2 separate regions of the Cyprinus carpio genome follow, and region 1 is linked to region 2. Evidence: chromatin contacts called from public Hi-C data. All regions are on one chromosome and are shown on one strand. Each heading gives the region's core, a stretch centred on a gene start, on an enhancer-like site or on the middle of the called end of the contact. The rest is flanking DNA. Distances are from core to core; before and after follow the strand shown. Region 1 overlaps LOC109060115 (insulin-like growth factor 2 mRNA-binding protein 3). Region 2 holds the start of npy (pro-neuropeptide Y).

Region 1 (4,151 bases), core at 219-2,718, 41 kb after region 2:
ATTTCACAGCAAAAACGTACCATGGCAGGAATACTTAAGTAAAAGGCCTTTTATTATAATTCTATCAATCAGATGACAGAAGGCACATAGTAGATCATTAAAATTCAGCGATACATGGTTGCATCAGGTGCAGACTGGGAAGAGAACTGTTGTAGTCCACTCCCTCCCCCCGTTCTTGACAAAGCAATCAGCCATTAATTCCCCATGTAGTAGCTTATGTAGCACTTCAAGATTTGTAGTAAAAAACTGGGTTAGGGTTTTAATTATTTTCCTAACCCTAACCTATGACTGTGTTAGAACAAAATCGGAGTCTTTTAAAGTCTTCTGAAAATCTGAAACAGTTTCTAAAAAGCCATTGGTAATTCCAGAGGGAACCTGTGGTGACTTAACCTTCCATTTTGGTATATGAAAAATATTTTTTCAAAAGGTCATAAAGGCTCACTTTTTATTTATTTTAATCTGTAGTCTATTTGTAAAAGCAAAAGCTAGACATGAAGAAAGCATTATTTTAGCATATATTACGGTTTCTAAAGTTTGGGGACAGTACTTCTTTTTTTTTTAATTTTTTTTTTTTTTAAGCTCACATGCTCACCAAGGCTGCTTTTTATTTGAACAAAATACATTGAAAACCTGTAATATTTTGGTGAATTATTGCAATTTAACTCCTTTTTATGTTATAATATATTTTATGTGATTTATTCCTGTGTTGGCAAACTTATTTTCAGCAGCCATTATTTCAGTCTTCATTGTCACAGAAGTCATTCTAATATGCTGATTTGGTGCTGTTTTTAGATGCACATTCAGTTAAACTGTTAAACACTTCTTAAAGTACTAAATTATGCTAAATGTCACGAGGGCTTTAGTTAGACGTGTTGAATTTAAGATTATGTGTAACAGTTTCATTTCCCATGGATTTACAAGTAAACATGGCTAAATTTATAGCACAATTTTCCTTCTCTTATTTCAGCTCAAAATGAATCCGCAGTCACATGATGTCAGGCTGCGAAAATGTCAAGTACCTACTCGAGCGAGATTTAGTTATTTAATCTCTCCCTTTGTTTTTCTTTGAGTTTGACCTGCCACTTGTGTTCAGATAGAAGGTATTTGTGTTTTTATTGTCTTGTTTCTGTGGGCACATATTGAGATCTTGAAGTGTGTGTGTGTGTGTTATCTGTTATGATGTAGATTTGGGGATATGCGTTTTGCTTTGTGACTAGGCTCAGGTGAGCTTAGTCGGCTGGATTTTAGCCTGCTGCCCCATCTGGCTTCAGGCCTATTACGTGTGTGGACGCCCAGAATGTGTAGATCAACCCCACTTCCCCTTCTTCTCCACACTGCATGGTGTCTGAAAGCCAACACCCCCTTCCTCTTTCACCCGATTGAAGGAAGCCTGGTCTTATTGGCCTGGACTCAATGATTGACTGGTCATGTAGCCAATGGCTGGAAGTGCCCAATGGCTGCTGGGAATTCCATAGTAATGCACACGCTAACCAATAGGATGGCTTGGAATGGAGAAGGGAAGTGGTGGCGGTTAGGGGGGTTGTGGGCATTAGTATGTGTGACGTATAGGGGGCTGGTGTGTGTTTAAGCCTGTAGGTTTCCTTTTGCCCTTATTCAATGTTCGCCTGCACGCCTCCTCTAAGGCAGGAGTGGCAGAAGCGAAGAACTGCAGAGAATGAGGTGTAAAACAGTGCTTTCTTGAATTCTTCACTTATTTGAGTATGAGATTCCAAATGCTTAGGTTGCTATTGAGTTAAAATTTTTGGTCAAGATCCAAATCAGCAAGAGCAAACTGTTTAAAGTTGGCATGAAATGAAAATTCACCATATTTATTTTCTAAATGCGTTATGTGTGATTAATCGGTCCACATACAGGACTTCTTTAGTCACTTAGTCTGCTTTAAACCTGCTCCTGCAAGAACATGTTCGCCTACGTTCATATTTGAGTGCAACGCCAACACCTCAACCCAATTGTCAATCAGTTTTTCGGCAAGCCGCTACACTTTGATGTGCATCACAGTAAATTTGTCCTTTGTCTCAAACATCTGGCTATTGCCCAAAAACTGGACAATACTGATGGGAAAAAATATAGTGTTTGGAAGTCACGCTTTGTTTCTATGCTATTGGTGAACTATGCTTTTAAATCATTGGGCCTCAATCATGAAATGTTCATTAAAAACAACTCTTGTATAAGCTGTTGCGTAGAATTAACAAATTATGCAAGAATAGAATTTTGATTATTTAGAATTCATAAATGAGGCCCATGAAATATCGCTACTTGCGTTTCATCACAACTTTGTGACCAAAAAATGTATATTATTGTCTCTTACTCTCATCCGTTTCAAACCTGTATGGCTTTCTTCTGTGCAACCCAAAAGCTAACATTTTGAAAAAAACACTGATTTTCATTTTATGAACAGAAAAAAATGCTTCCACAAAAGAAAGTCAATTTGAAACAACATTACGTTGTGTAAATGATTTTTGGATGAACTGTGGCTTTAATACTTAACTATTCAACCTTTTTCACAGCATTATGGGTGTGTGGGTTTTTTTTTTTTTTTTTTGTAATACCACCTTGACCACAATTTGTAGTCTCTTACAACATTAGTCTGAAAGTGTCTCTTCACCTACAGGTTTTAGACGGGATGTTAGCACAGTACGGCACAGTGGAGAGCTGTGAACAAGGTAGGGTGTGCTCTTCAGCAGATTGTCACTTTAGTAATCCATATATTAAAAGATTAGTTAATCTCTCCCCCTCTGTCTTCCTCCTTTCTCTTCCATCTTCAGTCAACACTGATACGGAGACCGCTGTTGTTAACGTGCGATATGCCGCTAAGGACCAAGCCAGAGAGTGAGTATCATCCGCCTCGGATTCGGCCGGCGCAGTCACCACCCCACCCCCTCCAGAGCGTCTCTGTCCCACATCTCGCAGTGAAATGTGAGACTGTCAGTTCCACATGCACTGCTATTTGGGTTTATTCAGCAATTATAATAACTCATTCAGTGCCACCTACTGTTTGATTAGTAGAACTGCAGAGTGGTCACAGGGGTTGGTAAAGAAGCCTCTTTTAAATGAACGGAAAGACTTGGATAAAAGAGTCTGACTCAGTTGTTTGTGCACAATAGGGAGTTCCTGTTACCATTCGCAAGTGGATGTCAGTGAAAGATTTGATGGCTTTAAAGGGCTCTGGCATTCCATCACGTCTAAACCTTATGCTCTTAACCCGCCCCCCTTCACCATCCATCAGATTCGCTTAAGTTTTACATATGTCCTGTTTGAGAAGGAAGCGGAAAAGAAGAGATGATTTTCATGGCCTTTGTCTTGTTTCTGGGGACCTGTGCTTTTAAATTTTTGCAATATTTTGGGTTTCATTCATGACATGTTCATAAAACAATTGAATAAACTGTTGCAATGAATTGACAGATTGTGCAAGGATGGAACTGAGTATTTACTGAAATGCAAAAAATTATTTATGAGGCCCATTTTAATTATTTTCAGCAATTATTTTTTATAGTATTTTTTTTTTCTATTCAAATCAGAAAGAGTCAAACTGTTTAAAGGGATAGCTAAACTGAATTTTTTCAAATGTCATTTACTCCCCCCTTATTGGTTACAAACCTGTTTATGCAAGAATGGAATTTCAAATATTTATTGAAAGAAAGCTTTTTTTTTTTTTTTTTTTTTTAAATAAGTCTCATCCTCACAAGACTGCATTAATTGAACAAAATACAGTAAAAACATGAACACAATAATAAATATTCTAGAATAAACTGTTGTATTGAACTCTGAAAAACTTATGCAAGAATGGAATTCTGAATTTTTACTGAAATGCAGAAGTGGATTCATAAGTGAAGCCAATTTTGTTTATTTTCAGCTATTTATTTTGGTCCAAAGCAGCAAAAGGCAAACTCTTTAAAGGATTAAACCAAAGATTTGTGTCTTAAAGGGATACTCCACCCCAAAATGGAAATTATGTCATTCCAAACCTGTAAAAGCTCTGTTCGTCTTCGGAACACAATTTAAGATATTTTGGATGAAAACCGGGAGGCCTGTGACTGTCACATAGACTGACAAGTAAATAACAGCGTCAAGGTCCATAAAAGGTATGAAAGCCATCGTCAGAGTACTCCATCTGCCATCAGACGTGCAAT
Region 2 (3,632 bases), core at 273-2,772:
CACCAGTTTAAGAATTATACAGTACTTGTAAGTGGAGTCAACATTTGCAAAATAATTCTGAATATTTAGTTTCATGTCGCGCACCTGGAGTCGTCTATTGGCGCTCCATCAAACGTTTGACACCAGCCTACTTAAATATTTAGCGACTTTTGTTCCCGACTTCAGTTTGCCGTATTGTAAGCAGTACGACTCTAACTGAAACTCTGAAAACTGTGCTGAAACATGTCATTATTCATAGGCTACTATTGTAAACCAAACGACATGTATCCCCCTCCCTCCCTCTCACGTAAATCCCAATTTCAGTTTTCACTTGTTTCTCACAACTCCAAGACGAGTCTTAATTTCCAGCTCACTTGTTCTCCCCATTTTCTAGTCCGAAGTCTAAAAAAAAGTTTTAGTTAACTTATTCGGAGGAATTTTAGCTTGTACCCAAAAGACCTTTAAAGAAACAAGGCTGTATTTCGTCTCGTTAATGGCATTCAACAATGAATTTTGTAAGTAAAAAACACATCCTGCTGTTTTAACTCAACAAAGAACACACATTTAATACGCTGCAGTTAATTAGACAGTCAGCGGGGGTTTATCTGTGGATTAGTAGTTCTTTTGAAAAGAAAGAAACAGGACTATGTTATAGTTCTCCAGCCTCTAGTGGTTTCGATGTGGAGGGGCCGTTTTAGTGTTTTTAAACCACTAAATCTGTAGAAATACAAATTAACTTCAGTCGATAACAGAATGAGAGGAAAATGTGTTTTGAGATTTTGAGAACAGAGAAAAACAGACATGAGAGACAGAAACAACTTGAGGAAGAATTTGTGAACATTTCTGTCCAGTTCTTTTGATGAGTATATTATATACAGTGAACTCACCTCTGCCTTGTTATGAGGTTGATGTAGTGTCTTAGTGCAGAATAATACTTGGCGAGCTCCTCCGCAGGTGCGTCCTCTCCAGGGTTGTCGGGTTTTGTCGGATACCCGTCCGTTAGAGTTCCCAAGCAGGCGAACAAGAGGAAGGCGCATGCTGCCCAGCCGATCCACATTTTCATGTTTGGATGCATCTGAGATAAAACAATGCAAAACTGTTTGCGCTAACACATAATATAATGTCCGTAAAAGTAACTCATAGCCCTATAAAAACAAATCTTAACACGTTAACAATCTTAAAACGTTTGAGCTGGATTGTGATTTGCATAAAATTACAAATGATAGGGTTTCTGTCATCATAAAACTTTTAAGTTTGTCATCTAATAATGCTAATAGATTTAATAGTGATACCGGCACATTTCATTACTTTCTAAAGAGAATAAACCTTCAAATAAAATTAAGCTTAAAAAGTTTCAAAATGTGAAAGTCTAATAAAAATGGTACACTTACACTCCCTTGAATGAGGTCTTGATTGAACTTCTTGCTCAGTGGGTGTTGAATCCTCCAATTTTCTGCATTCTAAGTCGTGCGTCTCCTGGTTTTATACCTGTGCAGCTCGTGCCATAAAGAGCAGAGCCCACGCGCAACTTGCGCGCGACTCTTTTGATGCGCGCGAGCCTGCGTCACGGATTAATCCTCTGTCATCAGTGCTTTAAAAACGCGTTGTTTGGTCCTCATTTGAATGTGTGGGAGGTTCTAGGGACGATATTTTGCACTAAACACAAGAGGAACTAAGAGTCAATGATCTGAGACTGTCAATTTTGGTTCCACCTTTTAAACTTCTTAGGTTGTTGTGATTCCTATTTATTTAAAATACCATCCTAATATCTATCTACAGATATGCTGATCCTGATAAGCAAAGTTTCATTTGCCAGATCGCTTATGAACTCTTTACTCTATCATCTATCCCAGAAAGTATAAGGAACAAAGAACCATTTTATGATCGTCATGCTATTGCATATTAATCATAGCCTATAATGCCAAAGCTTTATTGCTCTGTCATAACTCAGTTCACATTTATGTGAACATACTGACACATTTGTCTAATGTTTCTCCTAAAATTCGTTGCAATGAAAAATAGACATAAACGAGACAAGTGTCAACATATAATACCCTATTAACCATAAATTTATCAAAAGCATAAAGTAAAATGTACATCACCAAAAAACTATACAATGATATGTCTTTCTGGAGTCAGATGAAATGAATGATAAAAAATACATTGAAATGGAGAGTAAAGCATTTGAATTAATCAGGCATGACACAAAACTTTAGTTTTAGCATTAGTTTTGCCAGAAAACCTTTGTCCATTTTGCTCAAACCATAAGATAAAAGAGTTAAGGATGCACGATAAGGAAGAATAAGAGATTTTGGTGATGGAGAAATTATGTGTGTATGTACATGTGCTCTGCTGAGAACTTTGTATGGATAATTTGTCAGTATAACTAAAGTCATTCCAGACAGCTGCTTATCCAAGCATCAAGTGCCAAATCATTTGCTGTCTTGTTGAAAAATATTTTCACTGTAACCTGTCTAATCCTCTTTGCTTCTGTTTATCTGAGTACATCTGAGTATGTTCATCACAGTAAGAAACACAATCCTTCACTTCTTCAAAGGAAAACTGTCTTCACGAAAATGACAATAGTGATAATATGTTCTTGGTGTTGTAGAATGAGGCTGAGGGCCGGAAGCTCCTCCTTTGTTATCATCAACTGTAGATAATTACATGCACAATCAATTTTTAGTTGTTGTTACATGGGGAAGTTTGTCCTATTTTATCCCTTTCACTTTCTTGGTCTTTTTCGATCTGTCTTTGCCAATCTGTCGTTCATACTTAGCTGATGAACAGTATATAGAGCTCTGAAAGGAAGCACCTCAAGAATTCCTCTCCAGAATTCACCAATTTATCTCCATTTATTGCTGCACATCTGCTTCCACTCACGCAGACTTCCATTACTTTTACTAACACTTACAGGGTGCAGTTTTTACTTTTTCTCTCTCTTTTTTTACTAGTATATGTACACACATCAAAACAAGAAAAAAAGTAAATTTTCTCCCCAAAAAGACATCATATTAGTACCTTAAGGTACTTCCTTGCATTAAAATATATTCCACCCATGTTTCCTGCACTTTTTTTCCACAAAATACTACAGTATGCTTTGAAAACATAACAGCGTAGTCTATTGATAACAGAATAAAATGTCCTGTCTGCCTTATTATTTTGAGTTAACTGCATGATAATAGCCTGAAACATGCATTTTGAGTTTGCAGTTTAAATCTGCTGTTAAAAAATAGAGTTAAAAGAAGTAGCATTTAAATGGCCGAAGTATGTCAGAACAAATTTCCTAGAAAATAATGTGCCTGTGATTATTGTGTTTCATAAGCTTATTCAACCATAGGAAAAAAATATTCTTTAACTAAAATGATAAGCGTGTGTACGTTTGTGTACATTTTAAGAAGCAATCTTTTCAAGAAAATAAAGGACTGAAGCGAACCACAGAAATACTGGTGCTGTGGTGCCATCTGTCACCTCCAGATCTTTGCCTTCAGGCTTGTGCAAAGCCAGAGGGTCAGAGTCACAGGTCAGACACAAAGCTGAGGTATAACTTTAATGAAACCTCTTGCGTCTCTGTCTGACCCATAAAATCATGTCTTTGAGCTGCCAATCCAATAATGTCTGTCAAGAAAGCAGGTAAACTGGGAACATGATGT

Evidence for each region. A called contact is a pair of places that touch in the nucleus more often than the background predicts.
Region 1: a contact with region 2 is called in a Hi-C map of red blood cells, with 4 times the contacts expected there. The contact joins the enhancer-like site here to the promoter of npy in region 2. A contact is called at or near these places in 2 of 8 Hi-C or Micro-C datasets (red blood cells and skeletal muscle).

The regions. Positions count from the first base shown.
Region 1 is chrA19:12,910,998-12,915,148 of ASM1834038v1, forward strand. It overlaps LOC109060115 (insulin-like growth factor 2 mRNA-binding protein 3), which reads left to right. Exons shown (of 16, transcript XM_042776610.1): 4 at 2,633-2,684; 5 at 2,787-2,850. Among protein-coding and RNA genes, the nearest start is that of LOC109060115, 14 kb to the left of the region's middle. Within about 2 kb of position 1,469, at least 4 of the 8 cell types and tissues checked have an H3K27ac peak or open chromatin away from gene starts, as enhancers often do.
Region 2 is chrA19:12,869,579-12,873,210 of ASM1834038v1, forward strand. npy (pro-neuropeptide Y) reads right to left here and starts at 1,523. Exons shown (of 4, transcript XM_019063564.2): 1 at 1,371-1,523; 2 at 867-1,054. The coding sequence starts at 1,054.